2 separate regions of the Sus scrofa genome follow, and region 1 is linked to region 2. The links are chromatin contacts, called in public promoter capture Hi-C maps. All regions are on one chromosome and are shown on one strand. The core of a region is the stretch at or near the end of the contact, and the rest is flanking DNA. Distances in the headings are between cores, read along the strand shown.

Evidence for each region. Promoter capture Hi-C pulls out the DNA fragments that hold promoters and counts their contacts.
Region 1: a contact with region 2 is called in a promoter capture Hi-C map of liver, with 2.6 times the contacts expected there. The contact joins the promoter of PARN here to the promoter of LOC100626015 in region 2. A contact is called at or near these places in 1 of 5 promoter capture datasets (liver) and 1 of 47 Hi-C or Micro-C datasets (heart right ventricle).

The regions. Positions count from the first base shown.
Region 1 is chr3:28,614,193-28,618,120 of Sscrofa11.1, reverse strand. It overlaps PARN (poly(A)-specific ribonuclease PARN), which reads right to left and starts at 1,313. Exons shown (of 24, transcript XM_021086564.1): 1 at 1,162-1,313; 2 at 461-538.
Region 2 is chr3:28,255,941-28,260,205 of Sscrofa11.1, reverse strand. LOC100626015 (nodal modulator 1) reads left to right here and starts at 2,145. Exons shown (of 31, transcript XM_021086558.1): 1 at 2,145-2,458. The coding sequence starts at 2,294.

The DNA.
Region 1 (3,928 bases), core at 64-2,563, 360 kb before region 2:
GAGTGTTTCAGTTCTGGAAGATGAAAAAGTTCTGGAGATGAAGTAGAGATGAATGCACAACAATGTGAATCACTTAATGCCAATGAGCTGTAAAACCACTTAAAAATGGTGAAAACGATGCATTTTATGTTATGTGTATTTCACCACCCACACACACACTGATCCTAATCCTCAAACTCTGCCCCAAGCACAGGTCCAACTGTTTCTAAACTGCACCAAAACCATAATCTCTATCTGCAACCCTTAGCGCTCCAACAATCACAAAACCAATCACCAACTCCACTGCACGTCTTCCGTGCTTAAGAAACGTTCAAGAGGAAACGTGGAGACTCATGCGACTTGCCCAAGGCTACAAAGAGGGAGGAGCGGCCAGCAGACAGAAGTCAGGGGCAGGGAGGGCAGAAGGAGGCTTGGCTCTGCACTGCAAGGTGCCAGCCTCAAGCTTGCAAGCAAGGGATACCTGAAAACTCCCCATCGATGGCGAAGAAGTCCGCCTCCTCTATGGCCTGGTACACTTTGTGGAGGTTACTCTTAAAATCTGCGGAGAAACCAAGAAGAGGCTCAGAACCGGTGGCCTGGCTTCCTGCCCACGGGCTACTTTGAGTAGGAGGAAAGGAAGGCCCAGGAGCTCCTAAGGCTCCTCGGGCTGGAGGACAAGTCCTTAAGGGGTGCACAGACCGGAAGGAAATAAGCCCCGAGGGGTGCACGAGCCTGAGAGGGACAAGGCCCTGGGGGATAGGGGTGCCCGGGAAAGGAGGACAACAAAGCCGTTAGCGATGCAAGGGCCAGAGAGGAACAAGGCCCCAAGAGGCGCAAAAGGAGAGCAAACCCCTGAGGGGCTGCCTCTGCCCCAGGCCCCGCCAAGCACAGCGGCCGTGGTCCGGCCTAGCAGGGCGAGTAAGGGAGCCCGCGGGGACCCTCGGGGAGGTGCGCAGCGGACACGCACTGCTCCTGATTATCTCCATTCTGCAGAGTGGCCAGACCCTCGCCCCTCCCCGGCCCGCCTTGGCCGTTCCACTCGCAGAGTTCCGCTGCGACAGCGCAGGCAGCTGCGGCGGAGACCGCGGGGGCGACTTCCGGAAACAGCGCGCGCCGGCGCGCGTCACGTGCGTCTGCGTCATGGCGGGGGCGGGGCCAAGGCTGGGTTCCTTTCCTTCGCACCCGGGACACAGGAGGGGCGTGGCCATCGCGGTCATCCAAGGTGCCGTCTACTTGTGAGGACCGGACTTGGACCATTCCCTTTGGCAGAGTGGTTGACCTGACATCCAGTTGATGAGCAGATATTTCCGCAGTCCTGTTTTATGCGCGGCACCCTGAAAGGAGTGGGAATACTGTAATGAATGGAAAAGACAAGGTCCCCACCCAATTTAACTTGCGGGAAGAAGGGAAAGTCAGGCAGGACTCAAACTTGCCGCTTGGAAACACGAAGATCCCTGTGAAGAGAAAAAGGGTGCTGCAAAGTCACGTACAGAGGTGACGCGGAAAGCAAAGCTGAGACCTGTACTGACTGCACTAGCCCCGGGAATACTACGGCTAGCAAAACAGATGAGGTCTTGCCTAACGGAGTTTTATGTGGGTTTGAGGTTTGCCGTTGTTTCCCAGAGCCTACAACACTGCTGACACGTGTAGGTGTTCAGTAAACATAGGTGGAGGGGATGACTTCATCTTGGCCTTTCGCAAAAGCTTACTTCATCATAAAGTCGGTTAGACCTTTCAAAGTTTAGTTCTCCCATTTATTACATCTGGAGCTATTCAGCCTTACTCATCCTCGATTTCTTCATCCTCTAAAAAGGGTCAAGGATCAGTGGTGATAATGTATGTGAAGTGTAAAGCACTAAATAGACAGAGGTAAGATACGATTAGGGTTGTGACTTGCTGTCACAATTCCTGCATTCACACCTTACATTTGAGAGAAAGAATGAGTATGAACCACTTGTGCTTTTTGAAGAGAACCGTTTTCCTCCAAAAGGACATATTAAGTATCCTAAAGAACAAGACTCTGGCCATGTTTTCCCCACCAGGTGACACAAGTCGATCTTCCTCTCCTCACCAAAGGAAATTTGTGTATAGTTAATTACCCGCACTATTCTGACTATGAACAGCAGAGAGTAAATGAATTAGAGAGTTCAGATGGAATGGGAAGGTGAAAAAACAATATGACAAATAGTCTAGCCTCAAACTTGAAATGTTTCTCTTGGATGTGGAAAAAAGGGAACACGCCTACACTGTTGCTGGGACTGTAAATTGGTGCAGCCACTGAAAAACAGTATGGAGATTCCTCAAAATACTAAAAACAGAGTTGCCATATGACCCAGAAATCCTGAACACATACCCAGACAAAACTGTAATTCAAAAAGACACTATTGCACTGCAGCACTCCTTACAATAGCCAAGACATGGAAACAACCTGAATGTCCATCCACGGATGAATGGATAAAGAAGACGTGGGATGGAGATGCAATGAAATACTACTCCACTGCTAAAAGAAAAAAAAGAAAAAGAATGAAATAATGCCATCTGCAGCAATATGGATGGACCTAGAGATTATCATACTAAGCAAAGTAAGTCAGAAAGAGGAAGACAAATACCATATGATATCACATCCACATACAATGTGGAATCTCATATAACACAAGTTAAATATCTACAACACAAGAATAGACTTAACAGATACAGAGAACAGATTTGTGGTTGCCAAGGGGGAGGGAGTGTGGGGGAGGGTAGGAGTGGGATTTTGGGATTCAAAGAGGCAAACTATTATATATAGGATGGATAGACACAGTCCTACTGTATAACACAGGGAACTATATTCAAGAGCCTGTGATAAACCGTAACGGAAAAGAATATGAAAAAGAATATAGATATATATGTATAGCTGAGTCACTTTGCTATACAACAGAAATTAACACAATGTTGTAAATTAATTAATTTTTTCTTTTTCGGTCACCCCACAGCATGTGGAGTTCCTGGGCCAGGGATCAAATCTAAGCCATAGTTGTGATCTAAGCTGCAGCTGCAACAATGCCAGATATTTAACCCACTGCCAGGCTGGGGATGGAACCTGCTCCCAAACACCAACAATCCAATTGAATCACAGTGGGAACTCCTAAATTTTTTTTTTTTCTTTTTAGGGCCGTACCTGTGGCATATGGAAGTTCCCAGGCTAGGGGTCAAATCAGAGCTGCAACTGCCAACCTATGCCACAGCCACAGGCACATGGAATCCAAACCATGTCTGTGACCTTCACCACAGCTCACAGAAACACTGGATCCTCGAACCACTCACTGAGAGAGGCCAGGGATCGAACCCGTGTCCTCATGGATACTAGTCAGATTCAGTTCAACTGAGCCACAACAGGAACTCCCAGGACTGCTCAAAATTTTTTTTAAATAAAAGAAATAACTCTGCCTTCTGGCATCAGCTTTAGAAGTCCTAGATGGAGAAGTTCCTGTTGTGGCACAGCAGAAATGAATCCGACTAGGAACCATGAAGTTGTGGGTTCGATCCCTGGCCTCACTCAGTGGGTTAAGGATCCAGTGTTGCCATGAGCTGTGGTGTAGGTCACATACAAGGTTCGAATCTGGGGTTGGTGTGGCTGTGGTGTAGGCCAGTAGCTACAGCTCCAGTTAGATCCCTAGCCTGGAAGCCTCCATATGCCTCAGGTGCAGCCCTAAAAAGACAAAAAACAAACAAACAAAAAAAATTAACTCAAAATAAATCAAACATCTGTGTCAGAGCTAAATGTTTCGGGATTTGGATTTCACAATGTTTTTTTGGTGATGACATCAAAAGCAAAAGCAACAAAAGAAAAAACTGATTAACTATGTTAAAGTTAAAAACTTTTGTGCATCAAAGGAAACTATCAACAAGGTGAAAAGGTCACCCACAAAATGGGAGAAAATATTTGCAAATCATATATCTGATAAAG
Region 2 (4,265 bases), core at 896-3,395:
GGCTGCCCGGTTGATGTCTCTGGGCTCTAACAGAGTGGACTCCCCGGCTTGTTTACCCTTTTCTTTCTGAGTTGTCCCAACCCTGGTCTGCTTTCAGCTGTCCTCCTACTTGGATCTTCTGGAAGAGCAGGGACACAAAATGTCCAAGGATTTGTCTTGAAGCTGAGTGTGGCAGGTCTGCTGTTTACATTCCGATAGCGTCCGCTTCTTTGAGGTGGTTTTGGTGGCGGCTGATGGAAATTATGGGGAGGCTTGAGCCCCCTCTTCCTACAACCCTCACTCCAATCAGCACTGCCATGGTCCTGATGTTTATTCCTTTGTAAACATCAGGAGCTTGAGGAGCTCCTGTTGTGGCTCAGCAGAAACGAATCTGACTAGCATCCACGAGGATGCAGATTTGATCCCTGGCCTTGCTCAGTGGGTTAAGGGTCTGTGGTTTAGGTCACAGGCTCGGCTCAGATCCCGCGTTCCTGTGACTGTGGCGTAGGCTGGCAGCTACAGCTCTGATTTGACCCCTAGCCTGGGAACCTCCATATGCCATGCATAGGGCCGTAAAAAGACAAAAAAAAAAAAAAAAAAAAAAAAAAAAAAAAAAAAAAAGACAAACTTGAGGGGAATGGCGAAAGTTTGAGGGGGAATGGTCAGGAAGGCAGGAAGAACACAGAGGAAATCAGGTGAGCCAGGAACAGAACTCAGGCATCCTAAAGCCTACTGTCCAGCTCTCTGAATAGTACATGGCTGCGTGCAGAGCCCTAGGCAAGTTTCTTTCCCTCTCTCGGCCTCATTTGCCCATTCCGTAAGATAAGACGATTCCATATGCCAACATTTTCTAATTGATGGCTTTCAACTCCCTGATGACTTGCTAAGACAAACCAGGGATTTATGTTAGATAAAGGGGATCTGTATTAATTGTAATTATAAGTAATGAACCTCAAAAAATAGAACAATTATTACTATTTTTTTTATGGCCACACCTGTGGCATATAGAAGTTCCCAGCTAGGGGTCGAATTGAAGCCACAGCTGAGGTCTATACCACAGCCACAGCAACGTCAGATCCAAGCAGCATCTGTGACCTACAGTGCAATGCTGGATCCCCAACCCACTGAGCAAGGCCAAGGATCAGACCTGCACCCTCGTGGACACTATGTCGGGTTCCCGACCCGCTGAGCCACAACAGGAACTCCTAAAACAATTATTTAAAGGCTTCTCTTTATGATTGAACAGTTGAGTCTCACTGTGTTTGGAGTGAGAATACAGAGTGAGAAACAGAAAGCAGATGTGCTCATGGTTGAGATTCTCAGTAGATGTTTCATGCCATGTAGCCGCTGTGAAGGTTTTGACCATTGTGTAGTTTAAAATCATTGTGATTCACTGTTGTATGTTGCTTAACTCTTGGCCACAATGGCAAATTCCAGTGAGAAATCTTCTCTCTTACCTCATCCTTTAGAAACAAAGTATAAGAACTATCAAAATAAAACATTTTCTTTTTTTTAAGGAGTTGAAATGGAAGAATTTCAAATTTCAAAGGTCAGGAGAGCATTTTTTTTTTGATCTTTTGATGTGGTGACTTACGGTTTAATTCATCTACATTATGGTATACATTCAGTCTTGGGACAAAAAAACAACATGCTGATTTTTGAACTTATTTTCAGACAAGTCGTGTATCAGCTAATTCAGAGTAATTCAAATTGCATGCACCCCCCCCGGGGGGGGCCCTCAAAATTTGTATCTATACAAATGTTACTAGAACTGAGATTAAATAAAATTTAAGTACCTTTTAAAATAGTATGCTGAACTTAAATGATCTTTGTTTTTCTTAAAAAAAAAACCCATCCTAGTCGGTCATTTATCATGGAAAAATGTACCAATTTACACAAATTCCTAAAAGGGGTTTGAGATGATACATCGCTTGGAAATTTATGGGCCAAAAGGATTTAGGAAACTTGTTGGATACTTTGGTTAACAGTCTCTTATTCTTTCTAGTTTCAGTGCTACTGAATTCCAAAGTAGGATTCAACTTTGTACTTTATGCCTGCACACACACCTTGCGATTGCACCTGCCAGACAACGCGCGGAGTCCTCCAGCCTTCAGAGGGCACAAATGATCGCCTTTTGTTGCGGAGCATGCGCTGTAGTTCTCTTTCCTGGGGGCGTGGGCGTGGGATCGGATTGCGCACGCGCGGCGGTGGCGGGGCGGGTACTGGGCTGTCAGGAGTCCGCGGAGGAGGAAGCGGTGGGCAGCGTGCGTTGTAAGGGGCGGGACCGCGAGGCCTGCGGTGGATCTGCCGGGCTATGGGGGGTTGCCGGGGCGTGCGGCCGCCTGGGCCGGTGGTGGTGGCCGCCACCGTGATGGTGCTGCTGAGCTGCGTGGGGCCGGCGCGCGGCTCCGAGGACATCGTGGTGGGCTGCGGGGGCTTCGTCAAGTCGGACGTGGAAATCAACTACTCGCTCATCGAGGTGAGCGCCCGCGCCGTGGCCCGGAGCTCGCTGTGTGACCCGGGGCCAATCGCTTAACCTCTCTGAGCTGCGGTGGCCTCGCCTCTGAGGCCAGGCGGTTGCTACCAGCCCCCCATTCTGAGTTCTTTCTTTAGATGCGCCTCTTTCCAAGGTTCTTCACTATCTTCTCTCCTTTCGCGCTAAAGTGGAGGTTCTTATCTTGAGATCCGCTCCAGAGTGGGGGCGGGGGCGAAGCCCTGAAGGTCTGTGCGCGTGGGTTTGAGGGACATTTTTGATGAAGATGATGGTGGTTCATAACTTGTATCAGGTCACGCAAAACTAAAGCAGCCTCGAAATCAAGACCCTAGATTCTCAACACCCGAACTCCAGATCCCCAGAATCCAGGCCCCAGATCTCTTAAAATCCAGTCTCAGCAAGACCCAGATCTCCTCGGAGCCCAGACTCCAGATCCCCTAGAACCTATACCCCAGACCCTTAACCCCCCTGAACCCAGACTCCCTGAGATTCGGATTTCCTGAAACCTATATTCCAGAGCCTAGAGTCTTATCCCCACAACACAGTCCTGCCAAAGTTCCAACCCCCTGGGAAGCTTTTAAAGCGCATGGATTCCCATCCCAGAGATCATGACCCAGTAGGTCTCTATCTGCATCTCTGGGCTGAGAAACTGTGTTTTTAATCTCTTTAGTTTCCCCCGTGGGATCTGTTTTCCTCTGAAAATGGAGAGTTGTCAGCTGCCCTCATTTCCTTACTGAGCAGTTATGGAAATCACACTAGAGATTTGTGTCAAAGTCTATTTATTAGGTTGAAAAGCTCCATGATTATTAGCCCAGTGGAATTAGAACCCAGAAAGCTTTGTGAAGAGGAAGGGAATAGATGGAGGCAGATGAGAAGGGACCTGAAGGAGGGCTGGCTTCTGTTTCAGGAGGGGCCTGAACCTGGGGCAGAAGAAGGGAATTTGAGAAAGAAAAAAGGAAGAGGCCAGGAGATGCCCAAGAGAAGGGAGTGGGGTTTAAGACCGAAGAGGCCCGCTCTCTGAAAGCACATTGAGCTGCCCCGGTGCTGTGGGGAAGGGTCGGACCAGTGTGTTCTACCAAGCAGGTGACTGAGGGCCGGGGGAGGGGTAGGAAGTAGATCCCACACCCCTCTAGCTCTTTGACTTGGCCTTGCCCCCAGTCCCATTTTTTGTTCCTATACCATGGTGTTGGGAGAGAGGCAGCAGAATCTAGCATCATATATTTCCCAAAGAAGTTAGTCAGTCATCACCTTCAAGCCCTTTTATCTGTGGCTTCTCCACTGTTTTTGGTCTTAAGAAGTCAGGTGTTTAATGAGTCTACCCACTGGCAGTGGCAGGGCTCCCGGATGCCCATTGCCATGTCCTGGATTGTGGGCATAGGGTATTTCAGAAGCTGCCTAGAAAGGTTTTGCAACTTGTAGTTTCCTGGGGCACAGGAGGAAAGTGAAGGCAGCTGGGGTACTCCCAGCCCAAACACTAGTAGTGACCTTGAGAGCAGAAGGCAGGTTTTGTGACCTAGTAGGAAATGTGTTCCTTGAGCCCTAGGGCTGCCTGTCCAGATGGTCTGGAACACTCATAATTCTTTTTCTTTTTTTTTAGGGCTCCACCCGTGGCATATGGAAGTTCCCAGGCTAGGGGTCAAATCGGAGCTGTGGCTGCCAGCCTACACCACAGCCACAGCAACTCAGGATCTGAGCCGCATCTTTGACCTACATCATAGCTCACGGCAACACCAGATCCTTAACCCATGAATGAGCCAGGGATCCAACCCACGTCCTCCAGGATACTCGTTGG